2 separate regions of the Rattus norvegicus genome follow, and region 2 is linked to region 1. Evidence: chromatin contacts called from public Hi-C data. All regions are on one chromosome and are shown on one strand. The core of a region is the stretch at or near the end of the contact, and the rest is flanking DNA. Distances in the headings are between cores, read along the strand shown. Region 1 overlaps Srgap2 (SLIT-ROBO Rho GTPase activating protein 2). Region 2 holds the start of Srgap2 (SLIT-ROBO Rho GTPase activating protein 2).

The links. Hi-C and Micro-C count contacts between places; a contact is called where the count stands out from the background.
Region 2: a contact with region 1 is called in a Hi-C map of Schwann cells, with 4 times the contacts expected there. The contact joins the promoter of Srgap2 here to the enhancer-like site in region 1. A contact is called at or near these places in 4 of 12 Hi-C or Micro-C datasets (Schwann cells, frontal cortex, hepatocytes and 1 more) and 1 of 1 datasets of contacts at active chromatin or transcription factors (oligodendrocytes).

What each region holds. Positions count from the first base shown.
Region 1 is chr13:45,346,832-45,352,005 of GRCr8, reverse strand. Srgap2 (SLIT-ROBO Rho GTPase activating protein 2) reads left to right here. Exons shown (of 23, transcript NM_001401376.1): 8 at 1-117; 9 at 2,667-2,768; 10 at 4,021-4,218. Among named protein-coding and RNA genes, the nearest start is that of Ikbke, 60 kb to the right of the region's middle. Within about 2 kb of position 1,660, at least 5 of the 93 cell types and tissues checked have an H3K27ac peak or open chromatin away from gene starts, as enhancers often do. A contact at or near this core is called in Schwann cells, where this site is marked.
Region 2 is chr13:45,516,857-45,521,937 of GRCr8, reverse strand. It overlaps Srgap2 (SLIT-ROBO Rho GTPase activating protein 2), which reads left to right and starts at 2,608. Exons shown (of 23, transcript NM_001401376.1): 1 at 2,608-2,755; 2 at 4,369-5,019. The coding sequence starts at 4,953. Fam72a (family with sequence similarity 72, member A) reads right to left here and starts at 1,998. Exons shown (of 4, transcript NM_001081451.2): 1 at 1,139-1,998. The coding sequence starts at 1,290.

The DNA.
Region 1 (5,174 bases), core at 411-2,910:
GAAAATGCAGTGGAAAACCTAGATGCCACCAGTGACAAGCAGCGGCTCATGGAGATGTACAATAATGTTTTCTGCCCCCCTATGAAGTTTGAATTCCAGCCCCACATGGGAGATATGGTAAGGCCTTTCCCTACCTTGCACCTTTCCCCAAAGGGACTTGAATGTACTAGACTTATGTATAGTTTTATTGCATCTGAAGGAGAGGGGCTTCCTGTCAGGTAAACTGTTCCATTCTTTCAGACCCTTCAGTATATCTCTTTGGTTTTGACTGTTGTGTTTATCCTTGAGCCTAAGTTCATGTTCCATCTAATCCAGCCAACCTGAGCTGTAGAGTGTAGAGTGGATGATTCTCCCAGAGAGAATCCCACCCTCTCCCAAGTAACTGTGTTCCAGAAACCTGACTGGGGTGACCGGGGAATGAAGAAAAGTAGACACACACACAGAAAAGCTGGGGCTGGGTAGGTTGGGCTAGCTCTGATGGACGATACCACATTAGTCCTTGACATGACCATGTCCTTGTCAACAATACACGTTCACTCAGGATTTCATCCACCTTTTACAGATTCTCTCAAGAGCTTCCTCAGTTCCCCACAGTAGTTAGTGAGACCAAAAGGAGTAGATGAGAAGAGACCACAAATCAGCATGGTGCTCTGGTCCCTGGATTAGAGTCTGGGCTCTAGAAGCTTCGCTCTACCTGAAAGTAGTAGTGTGCTGCTCAGACAGTTGACTGTCACAGGCTGGCCACACTGCAGTAGCCCATCTCTGTCCTCTCCTTTTCTACTTGGGGAAAACCAGCCCTTTCCAGTTTGTTTCCATTGCTGTGGCTGAGCGGGTGCCAGCATCTGAATAGATGGAAACTAAAACAGCATCACATTAGCTAAAGTTAGAGGGGCACTGCCAGCCTCCAGGAAGCCCAGGCTTCACCTGTGTTGACTCTGTTCAGGTTTGTCTTCTAAGCCATTCTCCAGCTGCCGTTGAGATTCTTTCCCCAAAATAAGTGAACTTGGGACTATCTGAAGGGACTGGTTGATTATCTGAGTTCTCTTCTGAGCCAAACAGCATGTGTCCATGAAGGGGAATCCCGATGATAGGCCCTCAGGCCCTCCTTGCCCAGTGAGAACCACATTTCTGTACACAGATGGGGTGCATTGCCTTGCATCCTGGCGAAAGGTCACTGACAAAGCATGCGTCAGCAGCTCGCTGCTTCTTAAAGAAACAGCGTTGGAGGCGATGTCTTCCCTCTAGTTCTTCCATGCTAGGCCAGGTGACTTTATCAAATAAGAGTTCATTCTTTTGTCCTGTGTATGATACAGCTGATTGGTGGCTTGGCCAGAATTCCCCGTTCTAGTTTAGAGTGAGATGTCAAATCATTCTTGGGCCCTGCTAACATATAGGCAGAAGGAAGGAGCTGCCTGGAAGTCCTTTAAATGGGACCAAAGTTCAGTGGCATTTTAATGGAAGCTCTGAAATTGGCTACCCTGGTATTCTTGGGCCACAGGTAGATAGGACTGATGTCAGCTGCTCTCAGATGCACTAGGACTTGGTGCCTGTTTCTACTGTTGCTGCACCCAGAGGTTTGAGGGGCACTGGATGCACGACTGATGACATCAGGGCCAGAAACAGACATTTCATTCTTGGCAGTAACCCATCTGGCCAACAAGCTTTCTCCATTATGTCTACTTCTAAAAGCCATAGTGAAATCAGCTGCAAAGCTTGAGCAAGCCTCTCAGCTGAAGAGGAGATCGGAATCTCAAATACCAAAGGGGAAAGGGTCAATTTCCAGTCCCCTTCCTTTGAAGAGGTTTTAGTTTTTTGAGTAAGCAAATGGTTTACAAGTATGTGAGTCTGCTCAGTCTTTGCTGAGGGCAAAGGAGCCCAGTTCTATCCAGATGTCTCCTCTGGTAATAAGGTGACAGGCACTGCCTCCACGTGGGTCCTATCCTTCACCTCCCAGCCTTCTGCCTGCCATCAGTCATCCAGGAGATTATCAGATTACCTCATGCCGTAGCCTTACCTTTATCAAGAGACTCTTATCTAGGTCTGCGTTCCTTCACAGAGGATAAAGTTGGTTTATTGGGGATGGGGGGTGCAGGGGACCCCACAATGATGGCTATCTAAAAGATGTCAAGTTTCTTCTGTCAGATCTCATGCCTTCTGGGGCTTTCTAACTTGGGCTTAAGAACTTGTTCCCATATTCACATGAACTCTTTCCCATTGAGTCAAAGCTCTCGTGCATGGTCCAGATTTATAAACATACAGGCTGCCAGCAGCAGCAACTTAGCTTCCCGGCCCACTTCTCTCCTTCTTTCTAACTCTAGTGGATGAAGTGGGAGGAGGGAAGAGCAGAGAGGTGACCACTTGGACCTTTGGCAGGAACTTCACTGCCAAAGCATTGGTTTCTGGGCTGGAGCTGCCTGAAACACTCTGGTCCAGCCTCCTCAGAATCCCTTAGATCTGCAGATGCTGCTAGACCTACCCTGCCATCACCTGCCTGTCTGTGGGTTACAAAGAGAGAAACGTGGTCTTTCCAAACAGATTCTCCTCCCCTTTCACGTGAAGACTGCAAGCCTTCCATTAGTTGGGATACAATACAGTGTAAATCGTTCATGAGCAGTAATGAGAGCTCTGGAGTCCTCCTCCTGACCTTCTGTTGCTTTTTCTGACAGGCCTCTCAGCTCTGTGCCCAGCAGCCTGTCCAGAGTGAGCTGGTGCAAAGACGCCAACAACTGCAGTCTCGCTTATCCACTCTGAAGATCGAGAATGAAGAGGTGCGTGCGTTTCCTTCCTAGGAGGCTCGGAGCCACGGTTTCCTTGTTGAACTATTTGTGGTCGTCCATCAGGGACAAGTGGAAGGAGCATGCAGAGATTTCCTGGCCAGTGGAGGCTTGTGCTTTCCCTGCTGCTACATCCTGCCCTTGGTATTCAGGAAGTTGTTTGTACGATGCCAAAGGTTGTGCTCTGTTTTGGGCTTTTACAAAATGCCCCTCCCCACTACACATTTAATCAAAGTGGCACTTGGCCACGGTGTGAACTATATCAAGTCTCTGAAATGACCCACTCATGACTGGCTTTTTCCAGCATTTTCAAAAAGAAACCTTTTGACTTTGACACTTCAGACATCTCCTTCCTCCTACAGGAGGGTGACTTTTTTTTTTTCTAAACACAGCATATTTTCTTTTAATATCCAGTTTTACAAGCAAATTTTTAAAAGTTTAAAGGCAATCCAGTTTAAAAAGGTAATTCAGGTTTCTGTTGAGCTCAGATGGCTTCTTGTATTTTAGTAAGTCTTAATTTTACTAGGAAGTAGGGCTGGGTCACTTAGTTTGCAAATAGGACAACAAACCCATTGTTTGATCATGAAACGGTGGGTCATGAAACGGTGCCAGGAGCATTGAAGGACAAGCCTATCACATATTTTAATTAGCTCTGATATGATGGAAATACTGTTTTGCAATTATGTTTTCTATTTTCCTTTGCACTTCCACTATAATAAAGAAATAGCACTAACTCTTAAACTAAGTTTTGGAGCTGGAGAGGTGGTTAAGTGGCCAAAAGCACTGGTTGCTCTTGCACAGGACACAGGCTTGGCTTCTAGCACCTGCATGGTGGCTCCCAGCCATCTCTAACCTCAACTCCAGGAGCTCCAGCAGAAACCAGGCACTGTGTGAGACACACACACACACACACACATGCGGGTACAACATCCTTACACATAAAATAAGTCTCTTTGAAGAAAGTAAACATTACATAAGAGCGCCGCATTGGGTGCACAGCAGGAAGAGTGGTGTTTAGGTGTGTGCTGGGGAGAGCAGTGTGCTGAATCTGGGTTCCTGTCATATTCATCACTCAGCACTGTTCAGGGAGAAGTGTAATCCCTGCCTGCCTGCCTGCCTGCCTGCCTGCCTTCCTACTGCTCTCTTGAGAGGAGAGACATAGCCCTCTCAAGCTCCTCCTAGTTGCTCTATCACCTGCCATTTTATAGCCTGCTTCTCATGATTGCTTTGGCTATTATGGATATAGGTGAAAAAGACGATGGAGGCCACCCTGCAGACCATACAGGACATCGTGACTGTTGAGGATTTTGATGTATCTGACTGCTTCCAGTATAGCAATTCCATGGAGTCTGTCAAATCAACTGTCTCAGAAACGTTCATGAGCAAGCCTAGCATTGCTAAGAGGAGAGCTAACCAGCAGGAGACGGAACAGTTCTATTTCACGGTAAGGGCACGCTTTGGCCTTACAGGAACATCAGTAGACACTGACACCCACAGGAGCTTTTGTCTGAAAAGCAAGCTTTAAATACACAAGGTGTGAACCTGGCATTCTTGGACACCATCTCTACCCTTAAAGCAAAGGCATCTCCAAGTTATTTGTTTTAGCTGGGGACCTGAAAGGGCGCTCCTAAATAAATCACTAAGAAAAAGACAAGGGAACTCTTCAATCAGCTCGAACGCTTTCATTCTCAGTCACAGGAGAGCATGTCAAGGGAATTAAGTTTATTGCTTTTTTTGAGAACTATATTCAAATATCTTTGCCAATATGTATATTGTTTTAAGAAATTTAAAGTGGGCTGGGGATTTAGCTCAGTGGTAGAGCGCTTACCTAGGAAGCGCAAGGCCCTGGGTTCAGTCCCCAGCTCCGAAAAAAAGAACCAAAAAAAAAAAAAAAAAAGAAATTTAAAGTCTCTCCTAAGTGATTTGAATACATTATCATATAACTTCCATTATTAGGAAGTGATTTTTCCTAATTATTTGTAAAAGTTAAAGAGACTTAAATGAGCAACTTGTTGGGTTTGTAGAGAATTCTAAAGCAGAATATTTTATTCATTTTTCTCCTTTTAGATGGGTAGGTGTGTGTCTATGTGTGAGTGTCTGTGTGTACAATGTTAACAGTTTTTTTAAAAGCTGTCAGCTGGTCTTTTGTGCTGCTTTTTAATAATTAAAATGTTCTGAACTTGCCAAGTCCGACTTTTTGCCTGCACCAACATTTATTTCCTTATCTTCTGATGACCAAGAAAAGAAAAACTGACTTTTCAGTTGTAAGATAAAACACGGCTACTGAAAATGCACACTGACCAAATGAAAGGACTTCGCTTGTCTTCCAGTCATGAAGCACTCTCAGCATGGAGCAAATTAGATTTTTTCTTCCAGCTGGGACAATTTGTTTAATTTTTT
Region 2 (5,081 bases), core at 1,359-3,858, 170 kb before region 1:
TATTTAATAGTTAAAGAACCACCACATTGTTTTTCTACAGCAGCTTTACCATTTCACGTTCCTGCAGCATGCCAGGGCCCTGATTTTTCCATAGTATCCCAAGGACGCTTTTAGTTGTGATTTGGCACAAATTTCATAAATTCAGAGCTGAACTAGACTCTAAAATATAACCATAGTTCATTTTTGTAAGAGTTGGGTAATATTTGTGCTGACTATAAACATTTGGCAGATTTACTCCTCTTGCAGAGGACAGCAGTTCACTTCCCAACACCCATATCATGAAACCTACAACTGCCTACCCAGAGGACACCTCTAGCCTCAAGGCACCTGTGTATCTACCCCTCCTCGAACAAACACACACATACACATAGTGACAAAATAAATCTTAAAAACCAATGCGTTCACTGATCCACACCCATTTAGCACATGAATCCATTGTGATTATAACACCAACAGAGAAAAATTCTATGCTATGATTCTATGCTATGCACCAATAATAATAACCCAACTTGAGACTTCCTTTAATGACCACAGCTGTTGTAGAGATAGAGAATTTCAAATTTTTGTGTGAGCATAGCTAACTAAAACAATACACTGGATCATAGAACCTTTGGGACATTTGGTTCTACGATTTTATCATCTAGGGCTTTCTTTTTCACCATACAAGTACACATACACAAATAAAATCGCACCTCATTTATCTCTGTAATAAATGATGACTGCCCTTAGACAATTCACAGAAGATTTCAAGGGGGCAAACGAAGAGGTTATATATAGCTTTACTTCCCTAGATTTTAAAATGTTCAAATTTACTCTCTTTTCAATCATGAATTTCACTTTAAATGAATCATTACACACTTTTCAAGTGACGGTTAGACTTGCTTCAGAAAGGAAGCAAGGAGCCTTAGAGTCAACATAAGGGATGCGCAAACACACGACTCTAAGTGCCTGGAAGCATGACCTCAGTACGGACCACGTTGGGCAAACCACAGACTTGGTCCAGACAGTCTGCCCACTTAGATAAACTCCAAGGGAATCATCAGACTGATGGCAGTGGCTGGAACACCAAATGATAACCTTGACTCTCAGGGACCCATGCCATCCACTGTCCAGTAAAGGGCCAACCCGTAAGACTTACTTGGTAGGAGGAATGTCTGTAGAGTAAAGGTCTATGTCAGTGTCAGCCAACAGAACAGCCTTCATTCCCCTAGAGCTGAGAACTTGTTTACAGAATTTGCAACACAGGATGGACACGCATCGGTCCTTGAAAGTACAGTTGTTGGTAGACATAGCGTCCCGCGCAGGTAAGAGATGCAGAATTTTGAAAGGGGAAACCTTGATTTCCTCAGGCTAACAATCGAGTTTAAGGAAGGTCTTGAGTTCTCTAAGCTCTAAAACTAGGAAGAGAGTCCTGTTTTCCTGGTGGAAAGGTAAGATTAGTATTTATTGAGTAGGAGGAGCAAATGTTACTTCTTTTTGACCTGGGGAGGGAAGGGAAATGGGAGTTCGAGGTAGGGAGAGACAAGTGGAGTTGAAGGAAGACTTCGCCACAGGCTTTATTTTCTCTGGTCTTCAAGAATCTTTTGCTCTTCAGCTCTGACCCCAGCCCGGGAATTCGGCGATTCCCAGAGGGCTCTTCCCTTTAAAGCCTCGCCTCTCTGACCACTCCCAGCGCGAGCTCCGCCCGCAGAGCGCTCCAATTCCCTGCTCTGCTCCACGCGGCTTCTTCGTGGGATTCAACGCCCCTCAGTCCTTTCCGCGCCGGCTCTGGACCTGTCCCGCTCTCTCCTCTCCGAGCTCGGCCGCGGGCTCCCTCCCTCGCACCACGGCTCTCGGAGTCCTCTCTACCCAGCTCTCGCACTCGCTGCCCGTTACCCTTAAGGTCTCTCCCACAGCGGTGGCTCCAAAGTGAGCAGCGGTGTTGCGAGGTGGAGGGGAGAGGCCTTGGAATAGGCTCGGTCAGCACCGGAGTCAGTCACGGAACACGCCGGGTTTTGCTCTTTCTTCCGCTTTCTCTGCTTTTCTAACCCGCTGTCAGTTTGAATTGTCTGCGCCGAGCAGGGATTGGGAGGACTAGAATTCGACCAAGTCCCACATTGGAAGGCCAAGGGCCTTTTCCTGACGTGAGCTCAGAGGCCGCGCCCCAGTAACGGTGCCGATGTCAGATGGGCTCTCTGATTGGTTAAGATTAGCTCGGCCTCTAAGCTTATTGGCCAGCATCTGCTTGGATTAAACCCTTCTTCCCCCTGTGAACTTGGAAGACACACCCCGAGTTTCTTATTGGTAGATGTGCTTACTGTCCAGGCCAGTCTCTACTGCTTATTGGCTGAACTTCTCTCCTCCCTTTACCGTCCCGATTGGTCCTGTCTTCTCTTGCGAGTTTGTGTTTGGTTGTCGCTTCCATTTTATCCCGCCCATCAGTTCTACTTTAGGCTTTCACAGGCCGGGGAGTAGCTCACTCTGGGACTGAGCCTAGGCAGCTAGTGTTCGCCACACCTCTAAGTTTCGTCAGCCCCGCCTCTATTCCTGGCGTCTATGGATCAGTTATTATTATTGGCTGGAGGCCCCGTCAGTCGATAGAAGGCGGGCGGTGATTGGCAAAGGGGTGGGCTCTGCTTCCCGGCGGGGTCTTGCGGAGTTGGCGGAGTCTCCTTAGGGAACTGGGGGGCCGAACTGCGTAGAAGAGGGTGGCGGGGAGGAGAGCGCTAAGTGGGAAGCGGAACCTTGGGCCTGGGACCCGTCGCGGCAGAGCCAGGTAAAGGCTCCTTCTCTCCTTCTTCCCCCGTATGCCCGGCTGCTGCTCTGACTGAACAAACCGGGACTGGGCGGGTGGACGCGTTGCGGATGCTGCTGCCCTCGGCGCCGCCTTAGCGGTGCCGCCGCCCGCGGTCCTCACACCGCCCTCCTCGGCCCTCCAAATCCCCCAGTGCAGCCCATAATACTTCTCAGGACTGCTCATCTCTCCGCCCATCCCTGCACTGCCGAGGACTGTCCTCACGCGGCGACACCGCCCTCCCGCAGCCCCTTTGCACACGGCTGGTCGGGTCCACCTAAGGGGCCTCGCCGTAACGGTCCGCTGGCCTCGTCCCTGGTCTCCTAGCCTTGGCTGCCAGCCGAGGACCCGGAAAGATGGGGTGTTCCTCACGGCTTGCAGGGCGCTTTCTCTGTCCAGCTCTCCAGTCTGTCTCCCAGGGCTCTCCACCCACTCTGATATCCAAACCTCATGCGGGTCCCCAAAGTTGCCAACATCCTGCACTTCACGTTGCAGTCCACCGCGGTTTCTCTCACTGCCTCGCCCCCAAAGCCGTCCTCCCTGCGCCCTCTCTGGTCGTCCAAGCCTGGGCGGCTCGAGCTGGCCCGGGCTCTCTCCCGCCTCAGGACCCCACCTCACGCCCGCCTCCCGCTTCCTGTCCTCCCGCACCGCGCGGCCTCTGCTCGCTCTTCCTGCGCGCGGCCCTTCCTCCAGCCGCCCGGAGTAGGCGACACTGCCGGGAGCCGCCTGTGCGCCGGCGGGGACAGGGCGGCCTAGGAGGCAGGGGCCCGCGGTAGCACTGGAGCTCTTCCCTCAGCCTTCCTGCGGTCGCCTCTCGCGCCTCCTGGAGCGACTATCACTGATGCCTCTCACCCGACTGGGATTGGGTGCGGTATTTGTGATCCCTGGGCTTGGGGGACAAAAAATACTGGGGGTATCATTTAGAGTCACCCTCATACCTGGCTTGGGGGAGGCGACTGTTGCCTGCTGCCTCCCATCTCCGGGTTTTCCCGGTTTAGACCCTCGCCTCTAGCCCGTTTCCTGCTTCTGCCGACCACATTGTTTTCCTGGATGTCCCGTGCGGAGCGGGCCCTTCCTGCAGCGTTCCCCCCTCACCCCCCTTTTTGCTGCCAGGAGAAGCTAGTTACCAAAAACAAAACAACTGGGAGGAGGGGCGGCAGGAGAAGAAAAGTTGTGCCCGTCTGGTTTGTCCCCTCTGGTATTGATCTTGTAGATGTCTGGGAGGTGCCCCAGCCGGGGGTCAGGGGCCGTGTCTCAGGCTAGGCAGGAGGACCCCTCTTGGGCTAGCTGGGCTGGGAAAGCGCCGAGGTGCCGCAGTCCCCACCCGCATCTCTGCTTTCCCGCCGCAGTCTCCGCCCGGAGCACGCGCTGCCGGCTGCTCCGAAGTGTTCTCTTTCTGCCTTGAAGCAAAATCTGGAGGGAGCCTTTTTCCTCCCTACAACGCCACGCCGGGTCTTCTGATAGAGCGGGCGTTGGTAGGCCAAGATGAATGGGCCAAAGCTGGACTTGGAGTGTCATCCCCGACCCCACCCCTGTTGCGATTAGGATCTGCCCTAGGACTGATCGCCCCCTCCCCCCTTTTCTTGCATTTACAGCCCTGTGAACCGGAGCAAAGGACTTCCGATCCACTCTGCGCTGCAGCGGCACCCTTTTGGGATTTGATTTGCAGCATCTTTGAGCTGGTACCACACCAAAAAACAAAAACAAAACAAAACAAAAAACCGCGAAGAACGCCTAGCCCTCCCCTGGCACCCCAAGACAAACCCACTCCCTCCAAGGGACACAGCTGGGCGCGTCCACACCCCCGCATCCCCTACACCATGTTGTGCGGAAGGACTTCCACTCCCCGCCTGTGTCGTTGATGTCAGACCCCAGGCCAGCCTCCGGGCTCTGCAGTTCTCCTGGTTAATGCTGCGGCTGTGGTTAGGGCTTTAGTACATAAGCCAGCCGCCGCCGCCCCCCGCTTCCCCACCCCCGGCCTCAGCGCCCACAGCCTGCATGTGTGTGCGGTAGCCGGCTGCCCATCCCGCCTCTCGTGTTCTCCCGGAGCTCTGGATACCACCGCGGGGCATTTCTCTGCCCCCGGGAGAAGTGGCCTTGGAGGAATTGATATTAGTGGTTGGATTTTTCCCGTGGATCTATCAATTCACAATTCGGATTTGGAAGAAAAAAGGGAAACATGACGTCTCCAGCCAAATTCAAAAAGGATAAGGAGATCATCGCAGAGTATGATACTCAGGTCAAAGGTAAGGATTTTGAAAATTAGCATAAAGCTGATGTTCTGCAGACTGGTGAAGCATGCGTTTCC